Linked DNA regions of Mus musculus: all the other regions are linked to region 2. Evidence: chromatin contacts called from public HiChIP or PLAC-seq and promoter capture Hi-C data. All regions are on one chromosome and are shown on one strand. The core of a region is the stretch at or near the end of the contact, and the rest is flanking DNA. Distances in the headings are between cores, read along the strand shown.

Evidence for each region. Promoter capture Hi-C pulls out the DNA fragments that hold promoters and counts their contacts. HiChIP or PLAC-seq counts read pairs in DNA pulled down with a chosen protein or histone mark.
Region 1: a CTCF HiChIP or PLAC-seq map of CD8 T cells shows a contact between it and region 2, with 8 read pairs. The contact joins the promoter of Calhm5 here to the enhancer-like site in region 2. A contact is called at or near these places in 7 of 39 promoter capture datasets (the C10 cell line, the HPC-7 cell line, cranial neural crest and 4 more), 1 of 15 datasets of contacts at CTCF or cohesin (CD8 T cells), 2 of 484 Hi-C or Micro-C datasets (CD4 T cells and CD8 T cells), 2 of 115 datasets of contacts at active chromatin or transcription factors (CD8 T cells and heart atrium) and 3 of 9 other capture datasets (adipose tissue, liver and macrophages).
Region 3: a promoter capture Hi-C map of pre-B cells shows a contact between it and region 2. The contact joins the promoter of Tspyl1 here to the enhancer-like site in region 2. A contact is called at or near these places in 13 of 39 promoter capture datasets (the C10 cell line, the HPC-7 cell line, HPC-7-derived erythroid cells and 8 more), 1 of 15 datasets of contacts at CTCF or cohesin (the NIH/3T3 cell line), 24 of 484 Hi-C or Micro-C datasets (B cells, CD4 T cells, CD8 T cells and 10 more), 18 of 115 datasets of contacts at active chromatin or transcription factors (the 230-238 cell line, the HPC-7 cell line, the SCID.adh cell line and 7 more) and 4 of 9 other capture datasets (adipose tissue, embryonic stem cells, liver and 1 more).

Annotation. Positions count from the first base shown.
Region 1 is chr10:34,094,208-34,098,201 of GRCm38.p6, reverse strand. Calhm5 (calcium homeostasis modulator family member 5) reads left to right here and starts at 1,683. Exons shown (of 2, transcript NM_178908.3): 1 at 1,683-2,304. The coding sequence starts at 1,765. All of the region lies in intron 4 of Trappc3l (trafficking protein particle complex 3 like), which reads right to left.
Region 2 is chr10:34,174,780-34,179,122 of GRCm38.p6, reverse strand. All of the region lies in intron 2 of Dse (dermatan sulfate epimerase), which reads left to right. Among named protein-coding and RNA genes, the nearest start is that of Dse, 30 kb to the left of the region's middle. Within about 2 kb of position 2,807, at least 56 of the 459 cell types and tissues checked have an H3K27ac peak or open chromatin away from gene starts, as enhancers often do. A contact at or near this core is called in CD8 T cells, the HPC-7 cell line, Th1 cells and 4 more, where this site is marked.
Region 3 is chr10:34,279,891-34,284,455 of GRCm38.p6, reverse strand. Tspyl1 (testis-specific protein, Y-encoded-like 1) reads right to left here and starts at 2,266. Exons shown (of 1, transcript NM_009433.3): 1 at 1-2,266. The coding sequence starts at 2,175. The coding sequence ends at 1,036. The region is part of intron 1 of Gm26564 (a long non-coding RNA gene); the gene reads left to right.

The DNA of each region.
Region 1 (3,994 bases), core at 434-2,933, 80 kb after region 2:
TGGGCACATGTTCCACGACAGGGGATCACTGGTCTAAGGAGGGTATGCTTTGGGCAGTCTAGGCCCCAGAACATGTTTTTGAACATACAAAATTATCATAATCATACTGTAGACGTCAACTCTTCGAGGAGGAGCAAGAGAAAGTGGTGGGGACAACATTAATGTGTGATAATTGAGTTTTCAAAAGTGGCTGTTGTGGTACAGGGCTCAAAAGTCCCTACAACCTAGAAACAAGAAACCTTAGCCTCCTTCACTCTCCTTTTTCTTCGTTTGTTTTCAAGCTGTGCTTAAGCAGTTTAGGACTCACTTCGTTTTGAAACATTATTTCACATTTGTTTGCTTGCTAGCTTGTCTATGCCTGTGTGGATGGCATAAGGTCAGAGAACAACTAGAAGCTGGGTCTCCCCTTGTACTGTGTGGGTTTGAGGCTAGTGGTCAGGTAGTCAGGCTTAGAGAAAAACACCTTTACCCATACAGCCATCTTGCTGGCCCCTCTATTTCTTCTAAGCCATAACTCTCACAAATGTATAATCTGCTCTTTAGAGAAGCACGAATATAACAGCAAAGACTGTAGCCTTTTACTTGCTTGACTCCTAATCCAAGGCCTTTCACAAAACACCTAGGCGAAGCTTCTTACACTTATTCATGGAAATCTGACAACTGGATGTGCTGCCGTCATTCAGAGGTGTGAATTAACTTAATGTTTAAATTAAGAGCAGTGTAGGAGAGAAATGGAAGCAATTTTCTTAAATCATTTATAATGTGAAGTACAAAAATGTTCATTCATGTGCTCATTGGTTGATTGAATAGACAGGAGGACTGCCTATCTTGAACAATCCTACTACGTTGCAAATTCAGTAGCTACCTGCAAATCAAACTTCTGAGTGAGTTTCTAATCTACACGTGACACTATGTTCAGTCCTAGAAAACAACCTGGAGTCAGCTAGCATTTGCTAAGTGAACAGAGTGAAACATGTTCTGGTATGAAACACCATGCCGAGGTTCAGCGATGGTCCATATGACCAAGTGGTGGGTGGTTTGGAGCCCCGAAGATATCCTAACTCAGGTTTGGCATCTGTTTTAGAAAGATTTTCTTTGTGACTTCCCCTCCCACCAAAAAGAAAAAGAAAAACAAAACCTATCATGATGTGAATCAAGACGTTACATGAAGAGAAACGAGGATGCCTCCTTTTCTCTAAAGCCCCTGTAGTTATTAGACTTCTCACACAAATTCTAAAAACCCCACCCCATATGTTTCAGGTCTCTAATGAAGAAAACCCTTTTAGGAAGTCAGAACTCCTGTCTACTAAATCTTAGGGCACAGAGCAAGAGAAGAAACCGATCATGAAACACTGGGTCTGGAGACTGGCTTTGGCTACCAGTCAGTGGCTGAAACACATTTCTAGAAGCACTGAGCCCCCCACTGGACAATTTCTATACTTATAATTTGTATGAGCATTTTCGATTTGGAATCAAAAGCACGTGCAAAGACTATTAAAAGGAACTTGCGTTTACTTTTCAGCTTCTTTGGCTACCCTCAAGTGTCAGCAACCACCAGTAGGAGGCATTATCTGAACGTTGTTGGGAAATAAAGCATTCCTGGGGAATGACATTGTTTCCTTATCTGGCTCGATGCAGACTGAGCAGGATTGCTGTTTTGAAAGAGCTCCACCCTCAGCCTCAGCCACAGTTGCTGTGCTAAAACCAAGGCAAACGTCTTTCCCTCTTCGCGTGTGTGTGTGTGTGTGTGTGTGTGTCTCCAACATGGATGCCTTTCAGAGCATCTTAAAATTCTTTCTTAACCAAAAAACTGCTATTGGCTACAGCTTCATGGCTTTGCTCACCGTGGGTAGCGAACGTCTCTTCTCGCTGGTGGCATTTAAGTGCCCCTGCAGCGTTGAGAATACTGCCTATGGGCTGGTTTTTCTCTTCGCCCCTGCCTGGGTGTTACTGATCCTTGGCTTCTTTCTGAATAACAAGGCATGGAGACTCTTCACTGGCTGCTGTATGAACCCAAAAAAAATATTTCCCAGGAGACGCTGCTGCCGCTTCTTCTACGTCCTGGGCCATATCATACTGAGTTCACTGGTGGCTCCGGTGATGTGGCTCTCTGTGGCTTTGCTTAATGGGACGTTTTATGAATGTGCTATGAGCGGGACAAGAAGCACAAGGCTCCTGGAGATGATTTGCAAGGGCAAGCCCAAAGAGTGCTGGGAAGAACTGCACAAAGTCTCCTGTGGTAAAAGTAGCATGGCCGCTATGGAGAGTGAAGAAGTGAGGCTATCCCTGCAGGCCCAGTCTCAGGTAAGGACAAACATGCCTTTTGCTCCTAGTGGGAACTTCTCTGGCTTCCTTTCATCCGTCAGAGTCTGAGTCTTGCCAGGATACTTTTGACACTAAGTGGAAATTGGAACATGATGTAGCATTAAGAGAATCTCAGGAAAAGCTTTTTAGGGACAAGATGGCTCAGTAAAATTGCTGATTGGATTGTGTAGTCTCCATTTCCAAAGAGAAAATATCCTCTGGGTTATGCATATGTAAATACTTAAGTGCTCAAAACTCTCTCTCTCTCTCTGGGTTGACTCTAAATAATGCAGAACACAATGTCATCCACTGAGTGCTAAACCTGAGCTGTAATTAAGCACTACTGTCTCCTATCAATTATTTATTTTCAAGCCGATGTCTCAGAAAACACAGACACATCTTATTCATCCACTGAAATAGAGCTGAGCCAAATCAGTGACCACTTTTCAAAGTCTCTTGGGGTATAATTAGCATAGAGATTTCCTTGAGTAACCACAGTGGTAACTGGTATTTCTATGCATGAGTGCTGTCAAGATTGAGAGTTCCCCGAATAAGATGGGACTGATCAGTCTTTAAATGGTCTTTGGTAAAGTGTGACCACATTCCCTGGGGCAGTTTATGGCTTTTGCTCTCTGTGCTGTATGACTAAGTCAATTCTCATGCTACTTTAGAAGCTCAGAATTTGGAGAATTGTTTTCCTTGTGGGCAGTAATTTCCAGCTTCAACTAATCAATACAATGAAGGAACTTGTTACCTTGCCAAGTATTTGAACACAGATCCAGGTGCCTAGTCCTAGCCTAGCCTTGCAGTGAAGCTCATTTCTTATTTCGGGGGCCAAAAGAGGTAGGAGTAAATTAAAAGAGCCATCCTTTCTCAGGAATAGTGTTGGTTTCTGGATAAATGCACAGGCACATACTAATTTTACTGTTTTTGCAAGGGCTTGCCCTTACAGCAAACACATTAAAGCAAAGTTGGCTTCTACAATATAGGATGGTTACTAGTAAGGTTATATTCTCCATAAGCTATTAAATCAAAGAGTTTCCCTAAATAAACTCCTTTGTTTAGTTCATAAAGCATAGGTTAGATGGAACATGTCAGGCTCCTCTGAGTGCCTTCCATCTTTTGTTGAAGGAAGGTATTCATTACTAATGTTATGATAGTGTGGATGACACATGGCTTACCTCTGTAGGCACCAGCTCCATTCAACCGATGCCAATCCCCAACACTCTTCACTGTGTAAGCTCCTCTTTAAATATAAACTCAAAAAAAAGCATGCACACCCAGGCATAGCTTAGATCGAACACAAAGACCTGTTGATAACTCTAGTAGAATGAGAAGGACCTACAGGAGGATGCCCAAGAGATGTGACTGAAGGGAGGTATAGCAATAGCAGGTGCTGACGATGAGGTTCAGACAGCAGGAGGCATCAAACAGTCCAAAACAATAATTGGGCATGTGGGCGGAGGTGGAAAAGTGCATTCATTCATGGGTGGGGCAGAGCAACATGAAACCCAGCTGGATGAATCTCTGCTCTTAAGGAAGGTGGATGGAGTAGTGGAAAGAGCTCAGTCATGGAGTCAGCTGGTGTTGAATCCTGATGCTGCCACTCCCCAGCTGTGTGATATAGAACTCTGAACCCCAATTTTCTCATAAAAGGGGACAATAGCACCTATTGTGGGGAGTTATTTAG
Region 2 (4,343 bases), core at 1,558-4,057:
AATGGAAATCAGAAAGATTGTCAACGGTAGGGTGGCTGAGAAATATGTATAACTATAATTGTATAGGTCTCTAAACACCACAGAAAGACGAGGCTTCTTTGTATACTCCACCTCCATGTGGGGAGCCACCCACATCTTTTCCACAGTCTCTCCTGTCGTGTTTTTGTTAACGACCCCCACTTTTGAGATGGCTCAAATGTCCGTGTACTTCCACCAAGCCTGATGGCCTGGGTTCAGTCCCTGAGACCCACCCGGCTAAAGGAGAGAACAGATTCTCACGAGTTATCCTTTGACTTCCACATGTGTGCTGTGGCATGAATACATACATGCATACACACAAATAACCAAAATCCTTTTTAAAAAGTCATAGCAGTTTCTGTACATAAACAGAATAATATTTTTTTTCAGCAAGAGTTTAAAATTCAAGCCAGGAAAGTATGTCTAAGAAAAGCGTTTCATAGAGATTTTAAACAGAATCCCATAAAGGTCAATTCAATGATATTTTGGAGTCAGCACATATTATTCTGGTTTTTTTTTTTTTCTTAAAAATTTAATAATGTGCACACCTTTTTATTTTCTTACCTGTGCTTACCTGTACTGTGCCTTTACCTCTGCAAACCATCACCAAATTTTAAGACACATAATACAAAATTTAAATAGGAAGTTGCTGAGAAGGCTGGAGAGATAGCTCAGTGGTTAAGAGCACTGACTGCTCTTCCAAAGGTCCTGAGTTCAATTCCCAGCAACCACATGGTGGCTCCCAACCATCTGTAATGGGATCTGTTGCCCTCTTCTGGTGTGTCTGAAGACAGCAACAAAGTACTCACATACATTAAATAAATAAACAAACAAACAAATAAATAAATCTATCTAAGAAAGAAAGAAAGGAGAAGAGAAGAGAAGAGAAGAGAAGAGAAGAGAAGAGAAGAGAAGAGAAGAGAAGAGAAGAGAAGAGAAAGTAACTGAGAAAGAGTTGGGAAATGGCTTGGGAGAAGAATAGTGAGATTCACTAAAATGTATCACACAACATGACCACGAGTGGATCACATGTGGACCCTGAGATTGCTTTGTTTTATTTATTTAGCAACAAAATGATAGGCTTCCTCAGTTTTGAAGTTTACAGTGTCCATGAGAATAAAAAATCAGGTCAGTTACTCTATAAAAGAACAATTATTCTTGGCCCAAAGATCACAAAGAACCTTCTAGATTTTCACAGAGACTCAGTACTCTCATAAACATCCTTCAGTGTGGGTGATGAAGGATGTTGATGCTTTCACACGACACTGGAAGGAGAACAGGGAGTAGGTTGTTTGGCTCATGCATAGATTCCCTTAACGGAGCCTTTCCTTAGCACATTTCACTAAACCTGCAGAGATGAAGGAATAAAGGTGGAGGAGATAGATTCATGATTTGGCCAGCCATGTTTTCCCCTAGGTGGGGTGAATTCTTTAGTAGACTTTTTCTTATGTTAGGAAAATGATGAAATGGCAGCATGCTTGTCCATCATATTAGATGGATTGCTGTAAGCTTGATCTACTCAGTGTATGTATTTATTTGATGATCTAGAACTTAATGAAAATAAAACAAAAGGCTCACTCAGTTATTGGAGACCACTGCTTACAGGGCAGAAAAGTATAAGCTTACCATGCCTCATTTAATCAGACATGGAGATGAAAACATTGTGAAGAGATTTAAGATTGTGATGGAAGGGATTTGCTCAAGCTGGAGTTGATAGCTGGGAGGTACCAAGTGTGCATTGCCCAGTAGTGGATTTGGGGGGCTTTCCTCTTAATTTGTGAACCCATCGGAAACATACCCAACAAAGGGGTCTTTGGGGTAGATGAGTGTCTTGTTTGTGTCCTTGTGTCCTGATTCTGTTGTAATTAGCCCCGTGTCCTCTGGCAGATTTCATAGCTGCTATCAACATGGTTTTTTATATCTGTAAAATGTAGACGAATCTTTCCTCCATGAGGTCCCAAGGATGGAATAAGGTGATGCTCAAAAAGCTCTTAGGATTATAGAGTTGGCACACAGTTGTACTAAAACTTCATTCTTTTTGTTATACAGAAAGAGGCAAAGATAACAAGATTGTCAAGTCTTGGGTGCAGAGTATTCCTTTTAGCTACTCTGCTGCTCTGGAGTTGTGTTTCTGAGAAGTATCTGTAGTGGGTCACTCTTTCTCCCTTTCCTTATGTTTCTGCTGTATCATGAGACAGAAAATAAGTCACAGAGGAAACAAATGACTTCTCTCTTGTGTCGGAGCTAGTTGACTACAGGGAATCCAGAGAACTAGTGAGGGAAAAATATAAGTTGAACTTTTGGACAGAGATCTAATTTTTTTTCCTCTGCAACAGATTATTAAATTCTTACATATGGATTGCAAGCTTCTGAAATCCTAGGGTGTGTTTGTAAAATAATATAAAACAGCAAGAGAAAGGGGTTTATAAAAAAGAAAAATCTCCATCACACTGAAATGGACCATTCGGTGGTTTTGTTGCTCGATGAACTGCGAGGCCTGTCTCAGCCTTGCCTTCCGGCCTCCAAAGGCTGTTTCTTGTAGCTGCTTTTCCAGCCTTTTGCTTTTCTAAACTGTAAGCTAATGTTGATAATCAAAAGCAGGAGGAAGTTGCTGGACCCCAACACTCGGAGCCACACGGCACTGTGAGTGAAAAGATGAGGTTTTCCTCTGGTGACCTTCCAGTGAGAAAGGCAGAGGGGTCTGTTCAGCAGACACCTGGAATCAATTAAAGTGTGCTGGTCCCGGAAACAAATGCTGGGCTGTCAGAAACCCAGCCTCCAGCTCTAGCTCTTTCTCATTTGTGGTTCCTTCTTTTATACCCTCCCCCTTTCAGGCACTCTTTCTTTCTTGAACCTTACATTCTGTGACAGGTTCCTCGTTTTGTGTAGATTTAGATCCTTGAAAATAGATGGCTCTGAGCCTTAACTCTGGACAATCTCTTTAATATGAACAGAATCTCAAGCAGTAGGACCCTGACCATCGATTGGAAAGCTCCTTCTTGACTGCCACTTAAAGAGCAGGTTGCTGCCACTCAGCATCATTACACATGGATCTGTGAGCAAGGCACTCATAAGCTGCTACGAAGCTACCTTGAACTCTAAACTGTCTTCCATCTTTTTCAAATGCTGGGGGTGGGGGGTCGACAGGAGGGGAGATAAAGATGTTTCAGTAAGGCTGCTTTCTACATATGTTTAGGATATTTGATGAAAAAAAAAGATATTTGAGGATTGCTATAATCATACTCACTTGGAAAGAAATGCGAAGTGAATTTTCTTTGTAGGATATGTTTGTACTTGTATGCTTCAGCGCCCTTTGTTCCCTGTTTAAATGCAATGTGGGCTTTCTGAATTGCTTCAGGCCAGAAGCAGCCTCCTTTTTGTAGTAGAGTGTCTCACTTTGTGTTTACAGCATAGGCAACCTGGATATAAAGTTCTGCCTACTCTTTGCATATAAACATTAAAAGTGTATCTTTAAATGTTTTCTAACAAAAACTTGGCAAGCATGTTTGGATTCTATGCATTCCTTATTTTTCCATCTCAAGGGAAGATGTTAATTGGCAGGTACTGAATCTGTCTATAATGATACTTCACGAAGATCTTTAATTTTCTGTGGTATTTTATAATCAGTTTTTAAACACTGGGTTTGTGTATTGGATGAAATAAGAACCCTGTTCTGACGTCACTTGCGTTTTGGCCTTCTTCTCCGTGCAGTCTTAGTAATGCAAAATGAATATTTGTAATAGCTGCTGAGGCTGCTGCTGATACAAGTGAGCTTATCAGATCACTTGATAATGATACAGATGTGCTTATAGGCTCTATTGATGATGATATAGATGTGCTTATTGTCTGTGATGGATACAAATGCGCTCATTGGCTGTGTTGACAATGGTACACGTGTACTTATGGAATTTCTTGCTGATGGTTCCGATGTGTTTATTGAATCTGTTGGTAAGGGTACAGGTCTGTTCATTGGTTATTTTGGTATTTTGGTTAATAATTTGGCAAGCCAAATAGTCCATTTTGTCATAGGTAGCTTCAAAATGGCCTCAAACTTTTCAAGTTGTAAGGCTTCATCAATTAAAGGAACACATATTAATTATACTTAACAGGCTGTCTCCCCATTTTTTTCCTTGTCCTTCCAATATGCTGACTTCAGACATGCAGAAAAACATGCAGTCTCTTATATAAGCCTGTGATGTAGAAAACTTTTCTATGTAATGATGGCCTGGCATGAGTGAATCAGGAAAGGGACACTTGTTCGTGGCTATACTTTCAATTAAGGAGGGAAATGAATGCCACAGTTACGATTCCAAGGGTGGGGAAAG
Region 3 (4,565 bases), core at 1,017-3,516, 110 kb before region 2:
GTAAAAGATGGGCAAAATATTATACTTTCACTTATATCAGATCACATATAAAGAGAGGAAAATAACTCAAACTTGCACTGCTTCTTTAAAGAAGCACTATCTAGGCAACATTCAACACTCAGAGAAAATATTTTTTCCTGAGAAATTAGTTCTCTTCCCATCACCACTGACTGACCAAGATGTGTAAGCTGTGTCCTGTCTTCATTCTCAGCCCAATTTTTATCTGACTTATTTTGATTCTAAGCCTTTTCAGCTCACTTTTTCTGCTTAGAGTACCCATCAAAACTTCTTTAGTTCTTCCATATATTAGGAAGGGCTCAGCTGTTTCCATCTAGCTGTCTCCCTGGAAGCTTTTTAGAGCTTGCTAACCAGGCTGGGGAGTGGGTAAGAGAGGAGACAAGGCAGAGTTGTTTCCTCTTTTACAGAGTATCTTCTCAGGAAATGCTAAGTATAAATGACTCCTGGCCTTACAGATGTTTCTGAACTACTTTTCTTTAAAATAGCAGGAGAAAGGTGGGAGAGTGAGGGTGAGGAGCACTGGCAAACACAATGGAGTGTGATATAACCTAGAAAGTGGTGCCAAAAAAAAAAAAAAAAAAAATCACACAGACAGTGGCCCACTCCTTCAATGTTTAGGCTCAGCAACTGTCCAAAAACTCTGTGTCCACGTTGCCACATGATGAACAGATAAATAGAAGGGCCCCCAGTTAAAGCAAGACATCTAGGTGGCAGTAAACAGGTAAGACTGAAAACAATAGGGTCCAAACAGTGTAAAGGCAGTGTAACATACAGTTTCATTGTTGAGCTTAGAAAGGGTATAAGCCAGGGCCGTGAACCAGCAGATACTAATTCAGAACAGCATGAAGGCCATGGGAAAGCAGAAGCATGTCCAGTCTTAATCTCGAGGTGGAGACTATCCAGATAGAAGATGCAGAAAAGTCAGGAGGAAAGAAATCAAAACACTGCATACCCGTTGCATTTGCTCAAGCACAGGTGAGAAGGGACCAGTTCCGGCCGCATTTTCAAATGCAAAGATTAACCTGACTGGAAGCCAAAAGGCCTGGGAATCTCCACTGGCTCCCTTATTGGGCGACGTCGGGGTCTACGGATTCCTTCACGACACAGGTAGTATTGCAGTGGGTTTGGCCACAGATCCTCTTTGATAATCTCAGCGATTCTGTCAGATTCTGGAAGGCTGTGGTCCGAGAACCAGGTGAAGAAGCTGCAAATGAGATCTTGGTTTCTGCGAATGAAGGACTGGGGCTCATGCCCTCTCCGCCAAATGATTGGAGTGGAAAGAGACACCACTCGACCAGATGATCTCACTTCATATTCCTTGACAATCAGCTTGTTTCTGAAGTAGGGGTTTCTTCGAAAAAAGAACTTGAATTTGCAGCCAGTCTTAGGGTGTCTCAGTTCCTTCACCTCCAGACTGGTTACGTACCTTAACATCTCTGCATCCCGACCCCTAATCATGGCGGACAACTGAGGGTGGTTCCGGAAGGCAGTCATCCAGAAGCCTGGGATATTCTGAATGATGTAGTTCCTCCGTTCCAGGTAGTGTCGTCGCATTCGCCCAAACTTCTGCTCCAGATGTTGGAAGGCCCTGTCGGCCTGAGCATTCACAGTGTCCAGTTCCAGCTGGATGGCCTCCAGCGGGTTCCTGCGAAGATCTATGCCCAGGTGCCAGGGCCCTGCCTCCTCCGGCGCCTCCCTCACTCCTCCACTCGCCTCCAGCATCTCCATTTCTTCGCCCGCGGGCTTCTGCTCCACCTCCATCACCTCCTCGCTCCCTGGCGTGGCCACTTCTGACTTTTCCGCTGCAGCCGCGACGGTGCCCGGTTCCGTCTTCACGTCACGGGCCTGGGACTCCGCTCCCCGAGTTTCTTGGGCCTTCTCCACATATTTCGGTGTCACGAACACCGCTGCCGCGGGGCCCCGAACGGAAGGAGGTGACTCTCCCTGCCTAGCTGCGGCCACCCGAATCTGGGGGACAAGGCCCTCGACATCTCGGGGCGCGGGGCTCCCCACGATCCCTGCGCGGCCCTCACCTGTCACCGCCTTCTCCTCGCCGAGCAGCGGTCGCCGGTCTGGGGTCCCCGAGACAGTGTCAGCATCGCAGTGGCCGCGGCTGTCGGGGACAGGGGTCCCCTCGTCCCGCTCCGGGCTGCTCATGTCGGGTCTAGTCGCGCAGACCTCCGCCTACAAACAACAACCCTCACGGTCCCCCGCAACCCCAGCTCCGCCCCTCGCTCTCTCCAGCGCAGTGACGCCAGAGCCACAGCCCGCAAGTCTCGCGAGAACCTGCAGCGCACCTGATTGGTTCTTCAGCTCGTGACTTCCGTATTTGTTTGGCTTCTGTAAATGTAGCGGATAGCGGTTGTCACGTTTGTTTCCGTAAAGGGATGTCAATCATCCTAGGAGACTGAAGACAGTGGCGGGGCTTCTGGACCTGGCTTCTGGACCCTTCGCCCGCATCCGGGCTGCAGCCGTGTGTGTGTCTGTGTCTGCAAACAAGTTCATCCCCTTTCCACTTATGTGGAACGGTAAAAACACCTCCTGGTATTAGACAAAGCTAGGAGCCAAATGTTTGTATTAACCAAGGTGAATGCCACGGTTCCCCACCACCACCACCACCACCACCACCACCACCACCACCACCACAGAACTGAAAAAAATAATGAAGTCTAGCTTGGTGTGATGGCCCTTGTCTGTCGCCTCAGTGCTCTGGTGCTGAGGAGGATCGTTGACTTGGAGGCTAACCTGGGCTGCATACACGTTGGCTCAAAATAATAATAAAAACTCAGTTCTATTCTAAGCTCTGACGTTACTGGGGAACAAAGATCTGTGGGTTTGCTTTGGGAATTATTCTTTTTGGAAAAGATTTTGTGGTCATCATTAATGATTGTTTTTACTGGTGTGTCTTGCACCGTGGCATCGAATAGTTTGCATAACAATCCTCTGATGTATTAAGATATCCATTTTATTGAGACAAGGAGAGACTGGGTCTCTTACCAGAATAACATAGAAAATGACAGAGCGATGATTTGAGCCCTGGACATTTGATTCCCGGGTTCTCTGAACGGGATGTGACGTCACTTTAGGACATAGGCATAAATGCATAGTCTATATCAAGTTGATACATATTTTCTCCCACCTCCTTTCCGCATCCATAAATAGATTAATATTTAAGAACACATTCATTTCCTTTCTGTTTTGAGAAAAAGAAGGTAGTTATTCGTGGTCCTCAAATTCAAATTTACCAGAAAAATGTCACCTTCTGTATAACAAATATTTCCAAAACACCATTTAACGTTTTTCGATAAAGTTCATAGACAATATAACCCATCTACACACATAAATAGAAAATTTAACAATTTTACTATAAAGCTTACTGTAGTGGTGGCGATTTTAGTATAGCAAAGGGGTCACCGACTTAGGTTATTATAAGAACTATATGACGTGGCATTTATCACAGTGGTAAACGCACCAATAAGAATGGCGTGGTTAGAAAATTACACATCTCATAAAAGTAACTGCGGATGGAGAGTGACACAGATGCCTATGTCAGGTCTTCTGAAACTGTAATCCAATTTTGGTGAAGTTCTGGTAAATAATGTCTCCTCCTCTCTCCCTTGCACTGTTTCTTCCACACAGAGAAAGGAATTTCCACGGTTAAATTCTTGCTAGGCGTGTTATTTCCAACGACTGTCACTAGAGGGAGCGACTTCTCCTTTAGAAAATGATGCTACACCTATGACAGAATGGATTCTTGTAAATGAAATTGAGCCACAGTCTTTTACTGAGACTAAACTATGAATGTTAGACGATGCATCTTAGACATGATTCATTTTATTATTATTTTCCACTAACTATCATATAGAAGTGTCCACTTGGTTTTGTTTAGTCTGACAAGGTCCCCATTTGTCTTCAACTTGATTCAAGTTCTAGCTTTGGTTTGTTTGACCTGGACAAGTCACCCCTCTAGGCAGGCAAAGGTGCTTGCTGCGTAGCCTAAAGATAAGTTTAATCCCCAAGACCGGACCAATGGGGAAGAAAGAAAAAATGACTCCTGCAAGTTTTCCTTTGTTCACCACAAGGATCCCCCATGGCACACAAACACACACACACAACCAATCAATGAATTAATTTGATTTGTTTTGATTTTTGTCTTTGTTTTTCAAGACGGTTTCTATGTGTAGCCTTGGCTGTCCTGGAACTCTATCTGGTGCTTACGCCTCCAGAGTGCTGGGATTAAAGGCATGTGCCACCACTGCCCCACAATTTCAAATAATTGTTAATACTTAAAATGGAAACTATCATTTATATTTTAGAACTCTAATATGAAGATGACACAAGATGTATAAAGTATAAAATGATATATAAAGTAGGTAGCATTGTAAGCTTTCAATTAGCAGAACATAGTAATATTATTTACATTCTATGCTGAAGCTTACATGTATTTTAATTAAGTTTTTGTGCACTAACTTAATGATTTCAGGTAGAGCATTAATGCATTCATTCAGATAAGGATATTGAATGTATGTGTTATGGAGGAAATGAGC